Regions from separate parts of the Mus musculus genome. Here regions 2, 3 and 4 are each linked to region 1. The links are chromatin contacts, called in public HiChIP or PLAC-seq and Micro-C maps. All regions are on one chromosome and are shown on one strand. Each heading gives the region's core, a stretch centred on a gene start, on an enhancer-like site or on the middle of the called end of the contact. The rest is flanking DNA. Distances are from core to core; before and after follow the strand shown. Region 1 holds the start of Sox7 (SRY (sex determining region Y)-box 7). Region 2 has its middle 19 kb from the start of Gata4. Region 3 holds the start of Gata4 (GATA binding protein 4). Region 4 holds the start of Ctsb (cathepsin B).

What was found. A called contact is a pair of places that touch in the nucleus more often than the background predicts. HiChIP or PLAC-seq counts read pairs in DNA pulled down with a chosen protein or histone mark.
Region 2: a contact with region 1 is called in an H3K27ac HiChIP or PLAC-seq map of extraembryonic endoderm stem cells, with 3 times the contacts expected there. The contact joins the enhancer-like site here to the promoter of Sox7 in region 1. A contact is called at or near these places in 10 of 39 promoter capture datasets (cranial neural crest, embryonic stem cells, frontonasal cranial neural crest and 4 more), 6 of 484 Hi-C or Micro-C datasets (cranial neural crest and embryonic stem cells) and 2 of 115 datasets of contacts at active chromatin or transcription factors (embryonic stem cells and extraembryonic endoderm stem cells).
Region 3: a contact with region 1 is called in a Micro-C map of embryonic stem cells, with 6 times the contacts expected there. The contact joins the promoter of Gata4 here to the promoter of Sox7 in region 1. A contact is called at or near these places in 2 of 39 promoter capture datasets (cranial neural crest and embryonic stem cells), 14 of 484 Hi-C or Micro-C datasets (embryonic stem cells, germline stem cells, liver and 1 more) and 4 of 115 datasets of contacts at active chromatin or transcription factors (embryonic stem cells and extraembryonic endoderm stem cells).
Region 4: a Micro-C map of embryonic stem cells shows a contact between it and region 1, with 5 times the contacts expected there. The contact joins the promoter of Ctsb here to the promoter of Sox7 in region 1. A contact is called at or near these places in 1 of 484 Hi-C or Micro-C datasets (embryonic stem cells) and 1 of 115 datasets of contacts at active chromatin or transcription factors (extraembryonic endoderm stem cells).

What each region holds. Positions count from the first base shown.
Region 1 is chr14:63,942,447-63,945,812 of GRCm38.p6, reverse strand. It overlaps Sox7 (SRY (sex determining region Y)-box 7), which reads right to left and starts at 2,107. Exons shown (of 2, transcript NM_011446.1): 1 at 1,820-2,107. The coding sequence starts at 2,057.
Region 2 is chr14:63,263,085-63,266,265 of GRCm38.p6, reverse strand. It overlaps a transcript of Gata4 not described here. Among named protein-coding and RNA genes, the nearest start is that of Gata4, 19 kb to the right of the region's middle. Within about 2 kb of position 1,800, at least 18 of the 459 cell types and tissues checked have an H3K27ac peak or open chromatin away from gene starts, as enhancers often do. A contact at or near this core is called in extraembryonic endoderm stem cells, where this site is marked.
Region 3 is chr14:63,243,422-63,246,726 of GRCm38.p6, reverse strand. Gata4 (GATA binding protein 4) reads left to right here and starts at 1,456. Exons shown (of 7, transcript NM_008092.4): 1 at 1,456-1,576.
Region 4 is chr14:63,120,379-63,123,778 of GRCm38.p6, reverse strand. Ctsb (cathepsin B) reads right to left here and starts at 1,317. Exons shown (of 10, transcript NM_007798.3): 1 at 1,214-1,317.

The DNA.
Region 1 (3,366 bases), core at 858-3,357:
TCCCCTTGACCATTTTGAGCTGTACTGCTAAAGGAGGAAAGATAGTCTTTTCTGCAAGATGAACTGCACACTCAGAAAGCCTGCAGTTGTATTCCAGACAGAGTTAGTCCACAGGAAGGTTTGTCTCCCACATCTCTGTCCCTGTCCTCACCCCCCAAATAAGGCAGCCTGGATTCCTTTCCAGGTTCCCCACCCTTTTATCTCCACCAGGGCCTTCCTCAGAAACCTGGTAAAAAATAAAAAACATTCTCTCCCCAACTGGGACTGAACCACAGAGAGATTCATAAAATTCATTAAAAAAGAAAACAATATAAGCTTTCAGATAAAAAAAATGGTTGTAGATATTAGTCTATTTCTTGTTATGCTAATAGAATGGGGAATGTACAGGCTTATTATTTTGTTCGGAGGAAGGAGGCCCAACGGCAATGATCACCAATACACACTGGGTGGAGTTGGCCAAAGATTTGGATAAGAGGTGTTTGGAACCCCACAACTCTCACCAAGTGCTTTTTGGAGCCTCCAGACAGCCAGAGAGCTGGGCCATCTCTCTAGGCTCAGGCCTATTACCAGCAGAAAGCCAGCCCTCGATCTGTGACTCTGAAAGAGGAAAGAGCCCAGGCTCCTACGGAAAAGGGAAGGGCTTCCATCCCAGCGGGGTGGGGTCCAGTGGCCTGTATGCCTCTCCTGGCAGGCCTTGGTGCCCTCTGCAAACAAAATATTTTGAAGGGATCTTACTGGTTAAAATAAATAAGAACCACGTTGAAGGGTAAAGAGATTTGAAGTAAGGTAAGGTTGAAAGTTTTTTGGCTTTGAGACTAATTCAGTGGGTTAAGGCATTTTTTGCCACGAAGCCTGAAGATGTGAATGTCTAATTCCTAGAACCCACATGATGGCAAGAAAGAACTTACTCCCCACCTCCCAGATGTCTTCTGACTGCCCCCCACACACTCATGGTGGCACGAGTGTGCACGCATACACTCACTAACACAAACACATTTAATTAATACGTGTGTGTATAAGTGTGTGTGTGTGTGTGTGTGTGTGTGTGTGTGTGTGTGTGTGTAATGCATATATTAACCCACCCACCCCTGCTCTGAGTACTGGAGAGAATAGAAAATCCAACAAGAACGGGTTCCTTGGAACCGTTTTAGCATTTTCATCCCCAATTCTCTGGCCTGTCTGGTTCCAGTCAGGATTATCTGCGGACAGCACCATAGCTATAAGCAAGAAGCGATGGGATTCAAAGACCCTCTCTGGCTGCTCAAAATTTCTTTTCAAGTTATTTACACTTCTTCGATAAATAGATGAGCGAACCCAGCCTATTCGGGTGGACATCTTTTGTTGCTGATTTTCTTTTTCTTTCTGTTAAATAGTTAAAAATAGAGACGTTTCTCAGTGAGGCCTCAACTGACGTACGTTCGTTATCTTTTTCTCTGTGACAATATCTCTTTCTGATTTTCCCAGTCTACAACGTGAGGAGTGGAGTCTCCTCAGTCTTCCAGCAAACGCCGGTTCCGCCGATTCCACCCAGACTAAACGTATCTGCCCCTCTGAGTCCTTAAGCCCTAGTTCCAGTCCCCGGGACAGGCCGCGGGTCGCTCCTGCTCCTGAGACCGGAGTCTCAGCTCCGCGACCCAGAGTAGGGACCAGTCCGGAGCCCCGTGCTGTTCCTAAAGTTTCACTGGTTTCACCGGTTTCACCGTGGCCCGCTCAGGCCCTGGTGGTGTCTGTGTTCAAATCCCACCCCCACTCCCCACCTTTCCGAACAGCGTTGTCACCCGCGCCATCCTCGCAACAGCTTCGTGCCCCGCGCACTTACCCAGCATCTTGCTGAGCTCCGCGTTGTGCAGGTCCGGGTTCTGCACTGCCAGACGTTTCCTCTCATCCTTGGCCCACACCATGAAGGCATTCATGGGCCGCCGGATCCGGCTTTCCGAACTCTTGTCCCCTGAAGGTCGGGGGACGGCGGGCGGCGACAGCCCATCCGACAGCTCGGCTTCCAGGGCGGGACACTCCAGTCCCTCGGTCCACGGATAGGCGCCCAGCAGCGAGGCCATGGCCGAACGCGGGTCACTTGGCTTCGCCTCGTGGGGCCGGCGCTGACCTGGCCCTCGCTCAGGTCGCGACGTCCAACTTGGCCAGCAGCCTCGGGCTTGGCCCTTATTTATCAGCTTCGGGCCACCGGGTCCGCCAATGACTCTCTGGGGCGGCGCGGCCCCTCCCGGCTGCCCCGCCGCGGCGTCCCCGCTGCGACCTGCCGGCAGGGGGAGGGAGGGGCCGAGCCTGCCCCGGTGCCCGCCCCTGTCCGCCCCTCCGCCTCCCGAGCCTGCCCCGATCCCGCTCCGGTGCAGGTGCTGCAGGGCCAGGAGGAGCGCGCCCACGGCTCGAAGTCACCACTGCTTGGCGCAGGAGTCAGGTCCAGCCCCTGTTCCGTTGTTGGGCTGCCCTCCGCGCTGGGACCAGACTCCACCAAAACTCCCGCAAAGGAAAACCGAACTCAAACAGCTTACACCAGGATACTCGAGGAGGAGAGACACTATCAATATCCCTAGATCGGCCAAGTATGCTGTTGTGAACAGATCACACCCATGGCTTGGGTCATCTCGCCCCAGTAAACGTGGGCAGCCACCAAGGGTCTTAGGTGGATGTGGGATCCACCGGACTAGGGACTCGGCGCACTGACTTCCCTAAACTGGCACTGTGGATCTCTAGAGGGGTCGGGTTTTCTGCTATCCGATTTTCCTCTTCTTGTCTTTGCCCCCATCCCACTCTGCCTGCCGCTGACCCCGGCAGTCTGAGTCTGCATCTTCCTTGCTAGTAGCCCTTTTGCGGAATCCATTTCTGGTGCTTCTTCCGACTCTAGAGGAGCCGCTTTTCCGCTCCTATGTGTCCCAACTACTTCCTTACAGTGGAGCCTTCTCGGTTTCCCCGTATCCTGAATGAGCTGTGGACCGGGAACTTGAGACCCTAACGCACGCCGCGGCTGCTTTGGCGGTTACATCAGCGCCTACACACAGTAGGCATTCAAGAACTGCCGAATGAGTGAATGAACGAATGAGTGAAATAACGAGCCAACATGCTTTAGACACACCCCACTGTAGAAACACCGCAGGGGCGGGGGGCCTAGTTCCTGGAATTAGACCCACAAACATTTATGGCGCGCCACCCCATGTGGAGGCTCCACAGAGGCGACCTTCGAAAGAGGCAGAGTCTGAGCGGAAGACAGTGGTGTTGGGTGTGAGACTCTGTCTTGAGTTACTGAATGCGTGACAGCAAGTCCGGTATCTCCCAAGACCTTTCCTAATCCTAAAACCCGGCGATAAGGCTGATCTCACAGGCGGTGATGAGGTAAATACAGTGAGCTCT
Region 2 (3,181 bases), core at 551-3,050, 680 kb after region 1:
CCTCTAAGCTGAGAAACGGAAAACATTTTCTCTTAAGAATCAATCAAACAACAACAAAAAATCATTAACTCTTAAGAGAAATCTATAACAAATTTTTATATAACCAAGATCATTAGCCAAGCTCGGCGCCTCCCTCCTTTAATCCCAGCCCTGAGGAGGCTGAGGCCACAGGGGCACCAGGATTTGAGGCCAGCCAGTCTGGGTTACAGATTAAAGACCACCCCAACTCCAAAACAAACAAAAACCAGAAAGAAAGGAAGGTAGAAAGGCTGCTGGCGGGTTGAAATTTGACGTAGGGAAATCAGAAGGGGAGCCAAGCATGAACTCAGAACACTGTACTCTGCTCTCTCATGATCTGAAACAGCAAAACGGAAGGAAGTTGAACCCGACTCTGGAATTCTTAAACACTGTTCAGGCAAAACATGAAGGGTTATTGGAGGGGGCGATGTCTCAAAGTGTTTCTAGACCCTTAACATTGACAAGCAGAATTGAAGAGTTCTTGTATTTAGACTTACTCCTGAAGTCCCACAGACAGCACCAACCCACCAGACCAGGAACTACTGGGGGCCGGGTGGGGAGTGGGAGAGACTTGGGGTTTAGGGGCTGTTCTGGGAGCCCAAGTGAATGGGCCTTGGTGTTCTGCACTCTCTTAGCAATCTCTTTGGGTTTTTTTGTTTGTTTGTTTGTTTGTTTGTTTTTGTTTTTTTTTTTTTGGTTTTTTTTTTTTTTTTTGTGCCTTCCTGGTTCCCTTGTGTTCGACCACCACCACTCCCGTCACCACTACTGCAGGGGGTTTACCTCTACTGTTGATAAAGGAAGGGCTGCTATCTAATCTGGTCCGCACCAAGAACAATCCATTAGCCCTCAGTATTTAGCATTTATCCGGGGTGGGGGAGGAGGAAAAGATTATGCTGCCTCATCCTACTGCAGCCTGAGTTGTGCCTCTGAGGAGAGAGGAACGAATGAAACTCAAAAACTCACCAGGAAATCTGTGTCCCCTCGGGCTGATAAATTATATTTTCACCCGTTGCTATACCCCTTTGAGTTGGAGGGGTGGTTTTTCTTTTAAAGAGGTGTATATGCTCTTACTTTAGGTGTGAAAGATTCCATTTTTCACCCAATGTCCCTTAGGGCGGCAGAGATGGGAATCCGTCCAGTCATTCATTCTTTCGTTCATTCATTCATTCAGCAAACATTTGCAAAGCTTCACTCCACGCCAAGCCTTGTGCCTTGTACTGACAGGTTAAATTATTTGCCCAAGATGAGGGTTATGCTGACAACTGGGGCGGGACCCTAAATCAACTATTGTAGTCCTATGACTGACCGCTTCTCTTCCCCCAAGGCACACAAATCGGAGCCACGGGGAGTGGGAAGGGCTCCAGAGGTTATCAGGTCCAGCCTTCCATTCAATTCAAGAATCCCCTCCCCAGAATGCTAGTGAGCAGGCCGCTGACTCTGCCCTCCACCAGCTACGAGAGCAGCTTCCTGGGGTTCCCCTTCCAGAAAGTGGTGTAGCAGTCCAAGGTCCTCAGCTGCGCCATAATCTAGGCTTGCTCTTGCCTAAGTTCAGAGAGCCAACCCTCGTCTACTGCTGTGGTTCTGTGTGCCTGGCTCCTCCAAGAGCCAGAGGTTACTAATTCTCCCACGTAAGCATCCTTGCTTCTCCTCTCCAGTCCTGGAAGTGGGGATTCCAGAATTGATGGCACTTCCCCCCCTTGAAACCTGAAAGTGGGAAGGGCCTTGGCCAAGCTGCTTTTCCTTAGTTGCCCACAGGGGATGCATGTTGCCTGGTCAGAGAAAGCCCCAGGCAGTAGCCAAACAATGTCCAGAGGCTGGATTCTAGATCCAATATAGCTCAGTGACAGGCTAGGTGACCTCAGAGAGGTTATTTTTGTAGCATATTCTAGAAATAAGATGCATGCATGTGCTCAGTAGCTGAGCTTGCCACCTTTTGCAAAGATAAAATTGATCTCTAGAAGTAGTCTGAGATTACAAAAAAAAAAAAAAAAAAACCCAATGTATAGACAACAAAGAACATTCTGGAAGCTTTTCTACCACTTTACTGACTGGTTATCTTAGGCAAATTACCTTTAAAAAAAAAAAAAAGACTGTGTTTCAGTTTCCTGTGTTTTAAAGTCCTCCTAAACCGGTCTGCAGACAAGCCTCTGGGTCCCCAAAATAGTCAATAGTTAACACGGTGACATGGTAAAAAGCCTTCAGCTAGACATTAATAGCCTCGTTGATTTTTTTCTTTCTCTCTGTTTTTTTCCTCTCTAAACTTATGACTTACAAATTCTTCAGATATCAAATATGTTCAATAAGAAGCAGACAATATCCTAAGTCCACGAGCATTATCTTTAACTGTCTTATCCAAAATTGGGAATTGAGCCCTGTCAGAGGCAGACCAGGAGCTGTGGCTGTGGTCTTTTGGGTCAGTCTCCATGCAAATCCCTGTGACTCTTTGCTTCGCTGTTTCCACAGAAAGAAATGTACCCAAAGGAATTGCTGAGGCTCCTATAAGAAAATGCATCTATAACCAAATCTGAGGACTTGACAATTACACTTCAGAAGTGTGGTTAGTGTAACAAAAATTGGTAGCAACCTAGTAAACAGCTAGGATTTACTATTGTTATGCTTTCTTGACATATTTAATGAGATAGCAAAGTCTCAAAGTAGCCTTTTATTTTTTATGTTTTTAAGGTTTTTCTGATTGTTTGCTAGCCGTGATATTCCGAGCCTCCTTTGTGCTAACAATGTGCTTAGCACTGAGTCCAACTTTTAAATTAACAAGGATTGAGAGCCACTCTTTAGGAAATAAAACTCCCCTGAGAAGACAAAATAAAGCGGTTATGTTCTTCATGGTTCTTTTCATAGGTGTAGTTAAGCGTCCGGGTTTTTTTGTTGTTATCCATTCTGTCTTTTCAAATGAGCTATAAAGTGAATGTGTTTCTTTCAAATTAAAAACAAACAAGCAAACAATTTTTTGAAAGAAATGGGGAGGGCTGATCAGATCTTGAGTGGGTCTGCCTCCCCAAGATCTTTATGGCTGTTTTCAAGGTAAAGGCTGTATAGGCTCCTAACTCAATATGTATGGTCAGACTGTACAACAGCTGCGGGGATACTTCCTGCCTGGGGAGGTTGCTGCCTGAAGCCACGATTTCTATAGAGTGCCTCCCTTCCT
Region 3 (3,305 bases), core at 207-2,706, 700 kb after region 1:
GCGCCCAAGGGCTCAAACTGGCGGCACCCGGGGCTACTTCGGTAAATCAAGCCAGAGTGCGGGCAGCTCAGCACCCCTGACGGGCCTCAGTTTTCTCTCCTCTAGAGCCGCTCTGGACCTCGGGCCCCTTCGGTTTGGAAAAGAGAATTCCCCCGGCGCAGCCGTGCTCAGTCCTTCCTCTGGGATTTTCCTGAGATCCCCACGGGTTGGCCAAAGTCCCACGGGTTTTCCCTTTCAATTGGCTCGGCGTCCCAGCCTGTTCCTAGCGCCTGGGTTGCTTTTGCACTGGCGGGGCAATAGCAATAGCAATCTGCAGTCAGTCCTCGAACTGCGGGAGCCGGTGCCATCCCGAGCCTTCTCGGGCTGCACAGGGTTCTTACCAGGTGGTATTCCAGCCCTCTCCTGACCCCTCTAATCTTGTATTGGAAACCGGTGCCGGGGAGAGAAATGAGGGCTTAAAAGAAGAAAAAAAAAAGTTTAGCCCAAAGCGCGAGAGCCACCAGAGAGCTGTTATCTGCAGCTGAAGGCTGTGGTAATCGATGGGTTATTTTTACGCGGTAATAGGGCCCTGTGATTGCTCTATTAACCTTTAGACCTGTCTGAGGGACTCTCCCCTCACAGCTCCACTGCGCCAGGGCCTACAGGCACTGACGCCGACTCCAAACTAAGGTCTGGCACCCTCCCTACCCCCACCCTAGGGAAGGAACTACAGTCCTTGAATGGGCTCTAAGGTTAGAGACCAGGCTCCCCACCCCCACTTCATCCTTTTGATTGGACCCCAGTCGGTGAGGGCTACAGGGAGTGATGAGAAGGGACGGGAGACCGCAGGAGTGGGAAGAAGTGTCGGCGGCGAGGGGTGCGCGTTTTGTATAAATACATAAACTCCTGGGCTGGTGGAGGTTCTCGGCGCCTTGCAGTCTCCACCGGCTCGTGGGAAGGAGAAAAGAGCGCTTGCGTCTCTAGGCACTGACCTTAAGGGCCAGTTCAGGTTTTAGTGCCTCCTGACCCTCTCCCGAGCTCACTTCAAGGGCCCCGTAGATCTGAGGCTAGCAAGGCATCCCGGGTGACCCAGTGCCCCACCGGCGACCATGAGCCCAGTGTGCGAGGTCACCTTCTCCTCTACCAGCCCCGCCCCTTGAACAGGGCGCTGGACGTGGACCACTGAGAGTAGGGAGGAAAGAGAAGGAGAATAAACACGATCCTTGGCAGAGCAGCAAACCGCAAGGACGTCGGGCTGCACTGAGGGCAGAACGGAGCGCCCGGCACTGAGTGCTTTCCTTCCCCGAGAGTTCCGCGCGCATGGACTTTGCCTGTTGGGGGAGCTTTGGGAAGAGTCCTGCGGGCGGGCGCCGGGCGGAGGTGCTGCCGGGTCCGGGCTCCCCCGCCCCCGCCCTTGCACGTGACTCCCTTAGGCCAGTCAGCGCAGGCGATCGCTACGCGGGGGCCCGGGGAACCGCGCCGGGAGCAGGGGACAAGCCGGAGGCCCGCAGAGTGGCCGCCCGAGGCTCAGCCGCAGTTGCAGCTCCGCGGACTCACGGAGATCGCGCCGGTTTTCTGGGAAACTGGAGCTGGCCAGGTAGGGTTCCCCGAGTCCCTGCTCTTTTCCGGGGCAGGAGAAACTCACAAGTCCGCCGCCCTAGTTTGCCTGGAATAGGGAGGTAGGTAGCTGGGAAAGGAGACGCCGGTCACTCCAGTGCCCCCAGATTGGCTAAAAACTGCTCCGCTTTTGACTTTGGCCTAGCGAGGACTATTAAATCAAGTGAGACTGATTAGCAGCAAAAACTGATGGGTGCTGGAGAGGTGCGTTTGGATTGTTTGGGAGGGAACATGAATCCTTTTAATCCGTCCTGTTTGCAGATTCTCCAACTCTGCCTTCCATCCCACTGGCCAGGGCCCGTGTAATCTCTCTGACCGACTGACCCTGGACAGGCCGCATAGCCCACACTTTGGGGTGCAGATAGGATAGTGTCTCCAGCCTGCCACGCAGGGAGTGCAGAGTGGCAGTGGCAGGCAGCCCTGGGACCTGGGGGAGGGCTGGAGGCCCTTGGAGATAGGCTCGGAAACTTGCGGATCTCTTCTGCTTTCTGTCCAACCTCCTCAAACTCCTCTAGGGCTCAGGAATTGTGTGTGTTATGCACTGCTGAATACTACCCACATACACCGCTTTCGGGGAGAAAGCGACCCAGGGCCAAAACCCCGGCGGAAATCAGGGATAGTCTTGGGTAGTCGGCTCAAGCTCCCCTGATTCACGTATTCTATCGCTTGGATGTGACCCGGGAGAGTTGGCAGTTGTTACTCTTGGGGAAGAGATGTCTGGGTGATGAACTTTCACCAGGTGGAAGGAAAGAGGGGCTTTTCGGTTGAAAGGAAGAGGATAGTGAGGGACCCGAGGCAGTAAAGGATCCGGGGAAATAAGGCCGCGCTGCTGGGAAGCACCTCGGGAATTTATTTCCTGTACCTTTGGAAAAGGAAGGCAGCCAGGAAGGACGCTTCGGACATTAGAAGAAAGAAAGGTTACCTGGGGAGATTACGGAGGGTTAGTGTATAAGTTGGTTAGTGACCATTCTCAGTGTGGCGGGGACCGGAGAGACCCGCGGGAGCCTAAAGGAAAGACCTGTAAAAAGACACATTCCAGCGCGGTGTATTTTCTGACTCTCAAAAACAGGTTCCAGAAAAGCTGTGGACTAAATCCTGAAAAGAGAAATAATTTTCTTTCTGTTGGGGAACTTGGGATGAACGTTGTAGGGTGATTTGAAAGAGAGAGAAAAGTCTAGGCCAGGCCGGACTAGACTTAAGTGAAAAGATGGAGGTTACTGGGCCCCAGATCATAGATAGGCAAGAATCCACCCAGGAGAATGGTTTCTGGCCTTTCCAGAAAAGAGGGATATCTTCTCCACCTTCTATTGTTCTAGAAATTCAACATCAGGTTAAAGCATCACTCATTTGAAACTTCAGAGAGCTTCTGCCCACAAGCCTGCGATCCCAAACGGATTTAGTGCTTGCAGTTTTTCAGGCTTGCACATTAACACCACACGTATACTGTAAGTTAGATTACAGAATTCTAAATCTCTTCTTTTAACTGCTGTTAGTCAAGAAAAGAAAACGTGTATTACCTTAAAAAAATAACTTCCTGAGTTGACATTATAGAAAGTGTAATTAATTAGGACAACTACTTGACTTAAAAATTGAATGGTGGATTTTTTTTTTAATCAATGTAAATCTGCATAGTTGCTTATCGGAGTCCAGAGATTTCCAGAAAGTTTAAAACTTTATGCCTTTCTTTTTAAAGGGAAAAGTTGGTGATC
Region 4 (3,400 bases), core at 68-2,567, 820 kb after region 1:
GGAAGGAGGGATTAAGAAATGAAACCGTTTCCCTCTGTAGTCCCACTGTTGTGGAATCCATTACATAGCCCAGGCTGGTTTCCAATGCACAGCGATTCTCCTGCCTCAGCCTTCCAAGTGCCGTGATTGCCTTGCTCTGGTATGGCTCTGGGGACTCTGGAGTTTTAGGTCACCATGGCCAGAGCCTATGGGAAACAACTGTCCCCTGAACGGCTTCGAACAAAGATGACACCTTCACCAACATTTTGCAAATGCTACTCTGAATCCGGGGACTGCAGACCATACCTCCACAGCAGTCCCTCACAGGAAGCACCTGGAGATCAGTCTTCCCGAGACACTAAAAGGAGTTAAACTTCCCTTTCAATCCCACAATTTATCTCCCTTCCCAAACACGTGAGGGGATCTGGTTAGGTGGAGGTAAGGTGCGGATGGGTTTTAGTCCTTTACTCTTGGGCCCTAGGGGACCAAGTCCAATTTACCTATCTCTTGGTCCGCACGCCCAGCACTCTGGGAGAGGATGCTATCTCTCCCGGCTAGCAGGGCCCTGACTGAAGGAGGCTGTCCTGCAAGTACCTTTCCTCCATCACATTGGCCATTCCCCTCCAGAGAAAGGTTCTGGGAGAGCCCCTATCCTTTAGCTCTGCTTCTCTTCCTGTTTCTCGGTTTAACTCTTCGTGCAGGTTCCACCCCAGCCACCCACTACCAGGTTCCCATTCTCAATAGAACAGGTCTTTTAGGGTGCCAGGCACTGCGTGGGTTTGTGTGTGGAAAAGTTCCCGGGGCAGATTCTTTAGAATAAGCCACAAACCTGCACTAGATGCAGGTCGATACTCGCCCTGAGCACCCCTGAGACTTGCAATCTGCGAGCTGGAAGGGCCAGAGCTGAACCCTTCCCTTTAAGCTCCTCCCTCGGAGCTCCCCGAAGTCCCCACCTCCGCCCTTGAAGTGCGCCAAGGCCACTGGAAAGAAGCCGATCACCGCGGGGTCACCAGGCTCGGCCCTAAAGCGTGAAAGCTGGAGCTCTGCCGGTCTAGCCTGCGGGAGCCTAAGACCGCGATCCGCCAGGGCGAGCAGCATCTAGGGCCGCGGAGGAACCGCGCCTGCGCCCTGGGCAAGTGAAGGGCCTGTCTCCACCACCGCTGCTCAGCCCGCTCCCCCGACCCCAGCCAAAGTGACTTCCGCCATGGAGCCACTGTGCCCCGGGCAAACTCACCGAGCGCAGCGCGACAGCCTGGGCCTGCAGCCACCAAGCCAAACGGAGCCGCTCCTGGCCTCTCCCGTGCACTCCTAAGTACCCGCGCAGCTCCGCCCTCCGCTGGGGGCTGATTCGTCACGTGATGCTTGACCGCGCCCCCGCCCCTGCCGGCCCCTCCCCCTTCATCCCGGGACTCTGCAAGCTGTGTTAAACCCAAAAGAAACTGGTGGTTTGTCTGCTCTCTTTCCATTTCGCACAGAGATGCTCTCCAGGGACCTCTGCAGGTACCCTGCACTGGGAAGATACAACATCTTCGTGACATGCATTCCTCGGGAAGGCCCCGCTGGCTCGGGGACCTGGAAATGTCTGGAGGAGCCTCCTGGCCTTATATTCTGAAGCTCAGACTATAATGGCGTAGAAATACTCAAACCAAGGGAAGCAACCAAAAACTAGAACTGGGCTGGGATTGTAGCCCAGAAGTAGAGCTCTTACTTACCAAGCCCAAGGCCCTGGGTTCGATCCCTAGTTTAAAAAGAAAGAGAGAAACCAAAACCCCATGAATTTTGTCCAAGGCATGTTATGAAATTCAGAACTCCTGCCAGGCCATATGAACCTCCCCCCATCTTGTGTGGTAAGCTAGCCAGTGAGAAGCTGGCTGACCTAGTTGATCTGACAGGTCATAGCATACCCCCACCCCCACCCCAGGGTCGAGCACCCTCAGATCTCTCCAATCCTTAGGTCTATCCTGTAATATAGGAATGGCCTCATGTCAGCATGGTATCTTGTAGCCAGGCTTGTGACGATAAGAAAGGTTTGGATCTAGTGGATTCCAAGGTTCTATTGGTAGGCTCCCAGTTAAGGACAGGAGTGGAAGTGTAGTTACTGAACCCCAGTTAAGTGGAATACAGGAAGAACTCAGAAAACTTGCGGAAAGGCAGGTCCATGGCCATCTGTCCAAGGCCAGCTGTCCCAGCTGCTGACAACAGGTAGAAACTGGCTGCTTATTTTAGGGTAAAAAGTCCAAACAAAAATGAGCAGCCTTTCTTGGCTAAAAGCCCAAAATGTCCTCTGACATGCCCAGAGCCTGGCCCTTGGCAGGAGCTAGAGATGTTTAAGTGTCTAAGCCAAAAGTGTCTCTGGCTGCCAGGAAGGGGGTCTTCAAGTCTTTTCCACAAAGGAGTGACCTTTCCTGGAAGCCATACTGAGGCTGTGACCCAAACTGAAATGACTTCAACACCTGGAATGAAAACTGGACTGACCAGCTAGCTCAACCTTCTTCCTGCCTCCATCCCACTAAAGGCTACAGTCCTATTAACCCCCAGGCTTTGGGGGGCTCCAGGATGGGATCCGACTCCCTCCAGGGACCCCACGGGCTGCTCAAGACCTTTGCCTTCTTTCTCTCCCTTCAGCTCCCTACAGTCCTTCCCACCTTCCTAAAACTCACCTTCTGTGGTCCATGAATTTCCTTCCTCAAAACTGAGAGACAAGAACCCAGAAGTACCTGGCTTGGGCTGACTTCAGTGGTGCTGAAAAAGGCTTCATTTTAAAATGTTAGAATATTCCCATATCACTGCCTGCTCACCCCAGCCTGTCCAGACAGCTGCAGAGTCCAGCCTGCACATCAGTGTTTCATAGATCATCTTCCCCCTGGACACATAGACCGTAGTAAATCCTTCCTTTATAGCGCCTCAGATGAGCTGAGGGCTACACATGCATTATCACAGTGTGTTAATAAAGGAGAGGCTTCTGAAGCGAAACAATGATAAGCAGTCACATGTGAGATAAACCCGTAGTCCTAACACTTGGGAAATTTGGGGGCTATAGGGTCAATCTGAGCTACACAGCACATTCAAATCCAACCTGGGCTACAGGAGACCCTGTCTCAAATGACCAACATACAGGGCTGTGAATATAGTTCAACTGGTAGAGTTATCCTGACTTGTATGCTTAGAGTTCTGGGTTCCATCCCTAGCCCTCCATAAACCTGGCATCGTGGTTCTCACTATGAGATGGAAGCAGAAAGGTCAAAGTTCAAGACCGCAGCATCAGTTTGATGGCTCAGCTGGCAAAAGTGCTTCCTACACAGCCCAATGACCTATACCACTTTGATCCCTGGAAACCACAGTAGAAGGAGAGAACACATTCCAAAAAAGTTGTCCTCTAATACTCATGCCATAGCTCACGCACCCCTCAACTCTCTCTCCC